Regions from separate parts of the Mus musculus genome. Here region 1 is linked to region 2. The links are chromatin contacts, called in public Hi-C maps. All regions are on one chromosome and are shown on one strand. Each heading gives the region's core, a stretch centred on a gene start, on an enhancer-like site or on the middle of the called end of the contact. The rest is flanking DNA. Distances are from core to core; before and after follow the strand shown. Region 1 holds the start of Thsd7a (thrombospondin, type I, domain containing 7A). Region 2 overlaps Thsd7a (thrombospondin, type I, domain containing 7A).

The links. Hi-C and Micro-C count contacts between places; a contact is called where the count stands out from the background.
Region 1: a Hi-C map of adipose-derived mesenchymal stem cells shows a contact between it and region 2, with 1.8 times the contacts expected there. The contact joins the promoter of Thsd7a here to the enhancer-like site in region 2. A contact is called at or near these places in 2 of 39 promoter capture datasets (the 3T3-L1 cell line and hippocampal neurons), 3 of 484 Hi-C or Micro-C datasets (adipose-derived mesenchymal stem cells and cortical neurons) and 4 of 115 datasets of contacts at active chromatin or transcription factors (cardiomyocytes, embryonic forebrain, embryonic hindbrain and 1 more).

The regions. Positions count from the first base shown.
Region 1 is chr6:12,746,699-12,750,584 of GRCm38.p6, forward strand. Thsd7a (thrombospondin, type I, domain containing 7A) reads right to left here and starts at 2,555. Exons shown (of 28, transcript NM_001164805.1): 1 at 2,099-2,555. The coding sequence starts at 2,255.
Region 2 is chr6:12,498,523-12,502,181 of GRCm38.p6, forward strand. It overlaps Thsd7a (thrombospondin, type I, domain containing 7A), which reads right to left. Exons shown (of 28, transcript NM_001164805.1): 4 at 2,465-2,646. Among named protein-coding and RNA genes, the nearest start is that of Gm38583, 63 kb to the left of the region's middle. Within about 2 kb of position 1,514, at least 9 of the 459 cell types and tissues checked have an H3K27ac peak or open chromatin away from gene starts, as enhancers often do. A contact at or near this core is called in adipose-derived mesenchymal stem cells, where this site is marked.

The DNA of each region.
Region 1 (3,886 bases), core at 1,305-3,804, 250 kb after region 2:
GCTTCTCTGTTCTCTTCTTCCCATTCCCTTCCTGCCCCTCCTCCCTCTCCCTCTCCCTCTCCCTCTCCCTCTCCCTCTCCCTCTCCCCCTTACCCCTCCCCCTCCTCCTCCCCCTCCCCCCTCAGTTATATCAAATTTGCTTCTCATCAAATTATAGACAAGATTCTATCACCTTTGCATTTTTTAGTTATAATGTATTCTGTTCTGTCCTAACTCCTTTGAGAACTGTTCCCAACTCATTTTAGATTTAGTAACATCTCCCTTCCTTTCAGTGGATAAATACATGAAGAAATTATTATTTTGCTCAGCAGGTTAAATGTTCCAATATTTCCCAAGAAACAAAGAATCATCATAAAATACATAGTACCACCATCCTCCCACTAGCTTCTATTTGCACAACAGTTGACAATGTATGACTTAGTTTCTCATAACCCACTTGATTTCATCATACCATGTATGGATAGTCAAAGGCAAGTACAATCACACAGTAGGCAGCTACTGATGGAGGGGTGAGAACACCGTCGAACTATTCTTAGAGCAGGCTACAACTGAACCTGGTGCTGGAATCAAGGTCTAATTGGCTTGTATTCCGGCTATGACATTAATATTGACATGTATTGGTACCTCAAAGGCAGCACAGCACAGGATCTCTATGTTCTTTTCCGTCTGAATTGCTACTTGGCTCATGTTCCTTTGATAGTACAAATTTCAACTAGCCCAGCTCTGTTGCCCCGAGAAGCTCTTTCTAAATTTCCAAGTACTACCAACTACTATAAATTTAGAATAGAAAAAATAAAACACACTTTCAATTCTTTGTTTAAAATCAAACGAATTTGACTTTTGTCTTTAGTCCCCTAAGTAGCTGATCTTTAAAGTCTTACCAAGTTCGCAAGAATGACTTTGCTTTGACTAATCTGTGCCTGTATTTGCGCGTGTACAAGAGTGCATTAGTATATTATGCGATTCTCCAAGGTAAAGGGTGTTTTGTCTTTAAGTGATTTTCTGTTCAATGCCTCACCACGTTGCTTGGATGTATGAACCTTCTTTAAACCTTTAGTCATCGGTGTGATTCTGGCGTAAATGGATCTGCCTCCTCAGCAGGTCGGTCGGAGGACTGAAGCCAGAAGACCCACTCTGCCTGGACTGTGATCTGGACACTTTTTCTTTCTATCTTGTTCCTATCTTGATATTTGGCATCACTCAGGAACTCTCAAGTCATCCTCAGCTATAAGCGAGGAGAATAGCTCCTCCACTTGTCTCCGGTGAGTGTGTGAAGTTTCTGGTAGGCTCAGGAATTCCGTCTTCCATAGTGGTTGGAGAGCATCCACCCACCCTCAGCAGAGAGGGGAGCCTGGAGCTCTAAGGTTTTGTTGTTTCCCTGTGTGTTCTGCTTCTACAGCGCTTTGCCGGGAGAGTCTGAGGAGCAGTGAGTTGCTACTTTTCTTGTTTTGTCAAAAAAACAAAGCGAAAAGACTTCTTTCCCGGAAAGAAAAGTTTCTAAACCTCCATGTTAATCACTCCACGGCGTAAAAGATCACTTTGAATCACTCGTTACAAATTGCACTATCCAGTTTTCCCTGTTAGAGCTGCCTGCACAGGGCTTGACCCTGGTGTCCCACACACCACAAAGCTATGCTTAATACATTTAAATCTCTCTCTCTCTCTCTCTCTCTCTCTCTCTGTGTGTGTGTGTGTGTGTGTGTGTGTGTTTGCCAAAACACCGCATTAAAAAAAAAAAAAAAAAGAACTGTCTACCTGTATATTGCTAGAATGTCATTTTAGAAAGTCTAAGACTGGAAACCCAGATTTTAAAAGCACTTCACTTTGTAATGAAAGTACAGCGCTGCCCTCATTCACTGCCGAGCGGCTAGAGAAACAATCACCCAGTGACTCACTGTTGCCTCTTAGTTATGTTGTTCTTTCCTAATGGCATAGGACATGACCTAATTCGCTTGCAGGGATCATACTTTTGACCTGGGGATCCTGGCATAATCAGGACCAGTTGGAAACACAGAGGCTCCTTCAGGAGCCCTTAGCTCGCTCCGGATCATAGTCCCAGATCTGGAGATAGAGCAAAGGACAACTCTGTCCCACTTACCGGTCTTCCACAGATAGAGGGTGGGCACCTCGGTGTCTCCCTGCGCCGCAGCCCCGCGGGCGCCAGAGCTCAGCAGGAGTAGCAAGAGCAGTGGCAACCGCAGCAGCTGCAGGACGCCCCGGCTCGGGGACGCCAGGCGCCCGGCTCGCAACCCCATGCTGTCCGCAGCCGCTCCAGCCTCCGGAGCCGCACCACTCTCGCAGGGGACGGTCTTTCCTTCTCCACCAGTAGAGAAAGCAAAGCTCTCCCTGCTTCTATTGTTCGCTCCAGATGAAAAGCAGCCAAAGAGCAACTAACACTAGGGAACAATAGCATCAGCGGCGGCCGTGGACGCCACCGCCGCCGCCGCTGGCTGGCGGGGATGCTGGCGGGGATGCTGCCGCCGCTGCCATGGCGCGCAGACTGGCAGGTCCTAGCGGCGAGGGACACAGCCGGCCGCAGGGGGCCCCAGCTGACAGAGCCGGCCCAGAGCTCTGAGAGGAGCAGCCCCCGCCGCCAGCTGTAGGGAAGGGAGGGGAGAAGAGAGAGCTGAGAAGAGCCAAGGGGACCCGAGGGGACCACCGGCGGGGGGCAGCGAGGGCACAGGGCCAGCACCCAGACCCCACGCGCCCGCCCCGAGAACTCCCCGGCACATGGTGCGCTGAAATATGTTCACAAGGATACACCAATAAAAGGCATCATCACGGGGCAGGCTTCAGGATGACGAATAACTGACATTGAAATTCATCGTCACCCAAGGAGTCAAATGCTGATCTAGTGGCGTGTTATTCTCCCTGCATATTTACACAAAGCATCAGCCTTGGTCATTTATTCTGAAGCCGCCGTGCCTTCTGAATTACTTTATGAGAAGAGCGGTACTTATGAACCTGATAGGGAACAGACCAGGGCTCACTATCAAAAGGAACTTGAGCACTTCCGTGTTTTTTGTTTTTTGTTTTTGTTATTTTTTTAACTTCAGCCCATCCTCAGTAACAATGTGACCGTGGTTAATATGTGTCAAAGTCAACACATTGTCTTGTAACTGCCTTTGAAAGCGACTTCGTACTTAAAAGTGTGCACGACGCTGTCTAATTGCATGAATAAGAATGTACAAACACTGCCAGTATATTCTGTTTTAATGATGAAGTGCATAAAAGTTCCATTCCTTTCTCTTCCATCACTATTGAAAACGCACTACTAAGGACCAGAGGTGGGGATAAAAATTAAGCCGCAAATGAGTCAGTAGCAGCAGTTGGCTTCCACCCAGTTAATAACTATTTCTACTTAAATTTCATTCCTGAGACAAATACTAATTCTTTTAAGTGCTTTTTCACAACCAAAACAAGAAACCACATGGCTTGTACCTTTTGTTCTCTATTTTATTAGATCAGGCCTAACAGAAGAATGTGTGCAGTCAGATAAAGCTTTGTCCCTTTTTTCCCCCACTCACAATAACAGTCTTTTATTATTAATTCATTTCCTTGTAACGCTTAAATAGTATCAAGGCAGTTAGCCAATTAAAACAAAGCAAAACAACAACAACACCAAAATTCCCCAGCAACCAAAAGCTAAGGATAACTATGGTCATTTGGTTGCCTGTCTTACACCAAATACAATACAATTTAAAAGGCAGAAAAACTTCTCTTAGTGACTTCACCCCCAAGGACCCAATAACCCATGAGTCTGAAATGAGAAAGCTACAGTTTCTTAGGGAGGAAAGCTTCCTTCCAGAAGGCTCCCTGGAGATGTGTGTCATTTTGCTGAGCTTTCCAGACATAACCCTTCTGCATGCATTAGATTAAAAGCAGG
Region 2 (3,659 bases), core at 264-2,763:
ACATTTGTGTTTTATGCTAGCACCTTATAATCTAAAGGTACATTAGCAATAAAATATATCCTAAGGCTATATTCACAAATGAGCTGACATGCTGAGGAAAATTATTGGACACTGAACTATTATTTTGAAAAGTTGCAGAAATTCAGTGCTTATCTTTGGTCACTGACATGGCTTCTTTTTGCTGGGGCAGAGGAGTCACTCTTGAGTTTAAAAAGCATATATTTCTCTGTCTGTTATCCTTGACCCTTTTATTCCTGATTATTCTTGTTTAGAACTCTTCCCTAAACATTCTAGTTTGTGTTTTGTTTGTGGAAGGTTGTTTTGTTTTGTTTGTCTTATTTGGTTTTCCATTTCTCAACCTACACACTTTGGAGGAAGGTCTTTCCTATTCCCCGTTGTCAAATGTGCCGTGTTCTGTGTGTCCCTTTGTTTTGACTTTCCTTCATTGTTGTGCCTGAACACACTATTCCCTCTTCCTGAAGAAACTCCTGTGCTCCACAGCCTCGCCCTGTCTTCTCTAAGTAACTTGTTAGTCATTATTCCGCTCAAGTGTCAGTCTCAATAGTTTTTCTAAAACATAGTTATATCATAACTATTGTTTTGTGTACCATTCTGATGAAATTAACCATTTTATGACATCATGAAATCTATGTTCATATATTTATGCTACTTTATATATCTTTGGATCTTTGGTGATATCCAATTGGCTGATATCCAATAAGAAATGTTGAATCAATCCAGAGACTGCCCCACCTGAGGATCCATCCCATAACGCAGCCACCAAATGCAGACACTATTTCATATGCCAGCAATATTTTGCTGAAAGGACCCTGATATAGCTGTCTCTTGTGAGGCTATGGCGGGGCCTGGCAAACACAGAAGTGGATGCTCACAGTCAGTTGTTGGATGGATCACAGGGCCCCCAATGGGGGAGCTAGAGAAAGTAGCCAAGGAGTTGAAGTGGTCTGCAACCCTAAAGGTGGAACAACAATAGGAACTAACCAGTACCCCAAGAGCTTGTGTCTCTAGCTACATATGTATCAGAAAATGGCCTAGTCGGCTATCATTGGGAAGAGAGGCCCCTTGGTCTTGCAAACTTTATATGTCCCAGTACAGGGGAACACCAGGGCCAAGAAGTGGGAGTGGGTGGGTAGGGGAGCAGGGTGGGGGAAGGGTATAGGGGACTTTCTGGATAGCATTTGAAATGTAAATGAAGAGAATACCTAATAAAAAACTGGAAAAAGTTTAAAAAAATTAGTCCTGGGAGTTTTGCTGGTACTCAGACAATGGACATGTGAGAAGAACTCTTTAAAAGTACTCAGTATAAACTTGAGCCCATAATGATGGGGATTCTATTGTTGGCTAGGCCAGTTTGAATACACTTGCCCTTTTGAATATTTGTGCATCTAGTCTCTAAACTGAAAAAAAAAGTAATAAAATGAGGGTGAGCCCTGTAGTTAACTGTGTGTTTAAAGCCAAGTATTTGGAATGTAGTCAGGAATTATGTTGGTTTAAAGTGGTGGTTGGAGGCTCTCCTCCAAGATCAATGACTTCACTAGCCTCAAATATTTGTCAGGATTTCAGAACAAGGCATGAACACTCTTGTGTCTAAAGCTCAGAGATTATTGCAGAAGAAGAAGTGGGAAGATTGTAAAAGTCAAGGGAACAAAATATTGCTGTGAAAATCTGTCTCCTAGTAAGGTCAGAGAAATGACACCCAGGAAATCTCATCTATAAAGCTACCTAAACAGGTCCTGAGCAAGAACAACATCAGTGGACATGCTAATATAGAAGGCTGACTCATATAATGGAGACTCCACCCTAGACAATGAGCTACAGGTAACATTATATAAACTGAGCAGATCTTATTTATGTATTTAGGAGGCATATATATATATATATATATATAGTATCTATATTATGTAATATAATATATACAAATAATAAATTACATATAATACATGTAAGAAAACAGCATCAATAAAAACCCATAGAAAATTTTAGTATCATTAATTTATTCATAATCATAGTTTGTCAAAGAGAATTTTTCAAAAGTTGTTTGTAAACTTTCTATCCATTATTTTTTATTATATTTTTTTTTTACTTTATTTATATACTTACAAAATCAATTTCATTTTTTGTTTTATAACTAATTATTCCTTCTAAATTTGACTCAAGAAGCTTTTACTATTTTCTTAAATAGACCTGTCAAAAAATAAACCTAAGCAAACCCAGAGCTGTATTAAGGTTTTGTTTGTTTGGGTTTTTTTTTTGTTTGTTTGTTTGTTTGTTTTAACTTACTCAGATATAGGTTACTCTTTATCTGGTTTGGACTCCAACTGCAGTGTGAATTTTAGGGGATCTTCCTAACCCCACCCCCACCCCCATGGTCTGTCTACATTCCTCAACGGCACCCCCACCTGCTCACTCTTCATGAGTCAGCCATCCGAGGAGTACCACCTACCTTCTTTGTCCTTCTGTGTATTTCCATGGGAGAGCATGTTGTCGTTGGTTTGTATGCAATATATTTCCCGGGTCTGGACACCTCCTCCACAGAGGGCTGTCTGATTGGCACGCCTCTTGTCCTGCTGACTAAGCAAAGGGTCCACGTGGCACTCTGTCCACTCTGTAGTTCTCCAGCCATATCTAGATGAGGAGAATGCCATGGTGGCAAAGATGGTTGGTTATTCGGGAAAATGTTTCTTCACTCTTTTCTGGTTTTGTTCTAAAACTTAAACTCACAAAACCTTTTCCTGAGGATCTGGTATAGAGTCCAGGCTGATGAAGAAAGACTGATTCAGTCCCAATTACTTCATTGTTCTCAGTTGGGCACCCTTTAGAGGGGTTAAATGCAGAGCAAGCCTATTTTAATTGCAACTAGTGGAAGTTACTTATCAATATTTTATGAAATAAGGACATAATGCTGAAAACATTAAATTTTATGTGCAATTAAACTCATCTTTTCTTGATGCTTATAAACAAAGGAAGGCTGAATCTGAGAATTCCAAACATTCTAAGTGATGATGAGCCCAAACACTTGTTTTGCCTTTAATAAAAATGCATGAAAATTGCGTATTCATATTGGAGCAAAGTTATAATTGCATGCTAGGATTTAAAAATATAACAGCAATTCAGAGCTTCCTCATCGCTGTCAGGAATCAGAACATTTTCATGTACATGTTCTGTAGAGCCCAGAATTCCTAATGAATGCCAGGGAATGATGTGAAGAGCTTACTATGCTGTTAGTAGAGCACAAAAATGATTATCCCTGATTCTCAAAGCCCCAATCAAGATTGTTATGTGAAGGGAGTGTTAGGCTTGTCAGCCTTACTTTCCCTAGAAGGAGAGAGACAGGGAAGCATTTCCTCATGTCACCAACAGTAGAAAATGATGGCATTTTTCCCACCTCTAGGAAAACAGATACCTTAAAAGCCCAGAGGAAATGGCTCAAGTAGCAAGCACTTTGTCAGTCTAAGCCAGGTGCTTCCCCATGGATCAGATTAATAGCTAACATAGATGTAAATGGATGAGCTTATCTCAATTAGACAGAAAGGTTAAAGGTGCCCTTAGATGTCTGCTCTGGGTGCTTGGCTCTGTCAATAGTGAGTAATTTGCCAGTGAAGATGAGATTGCTTACCATTTTCATTTTTATAAGTGGG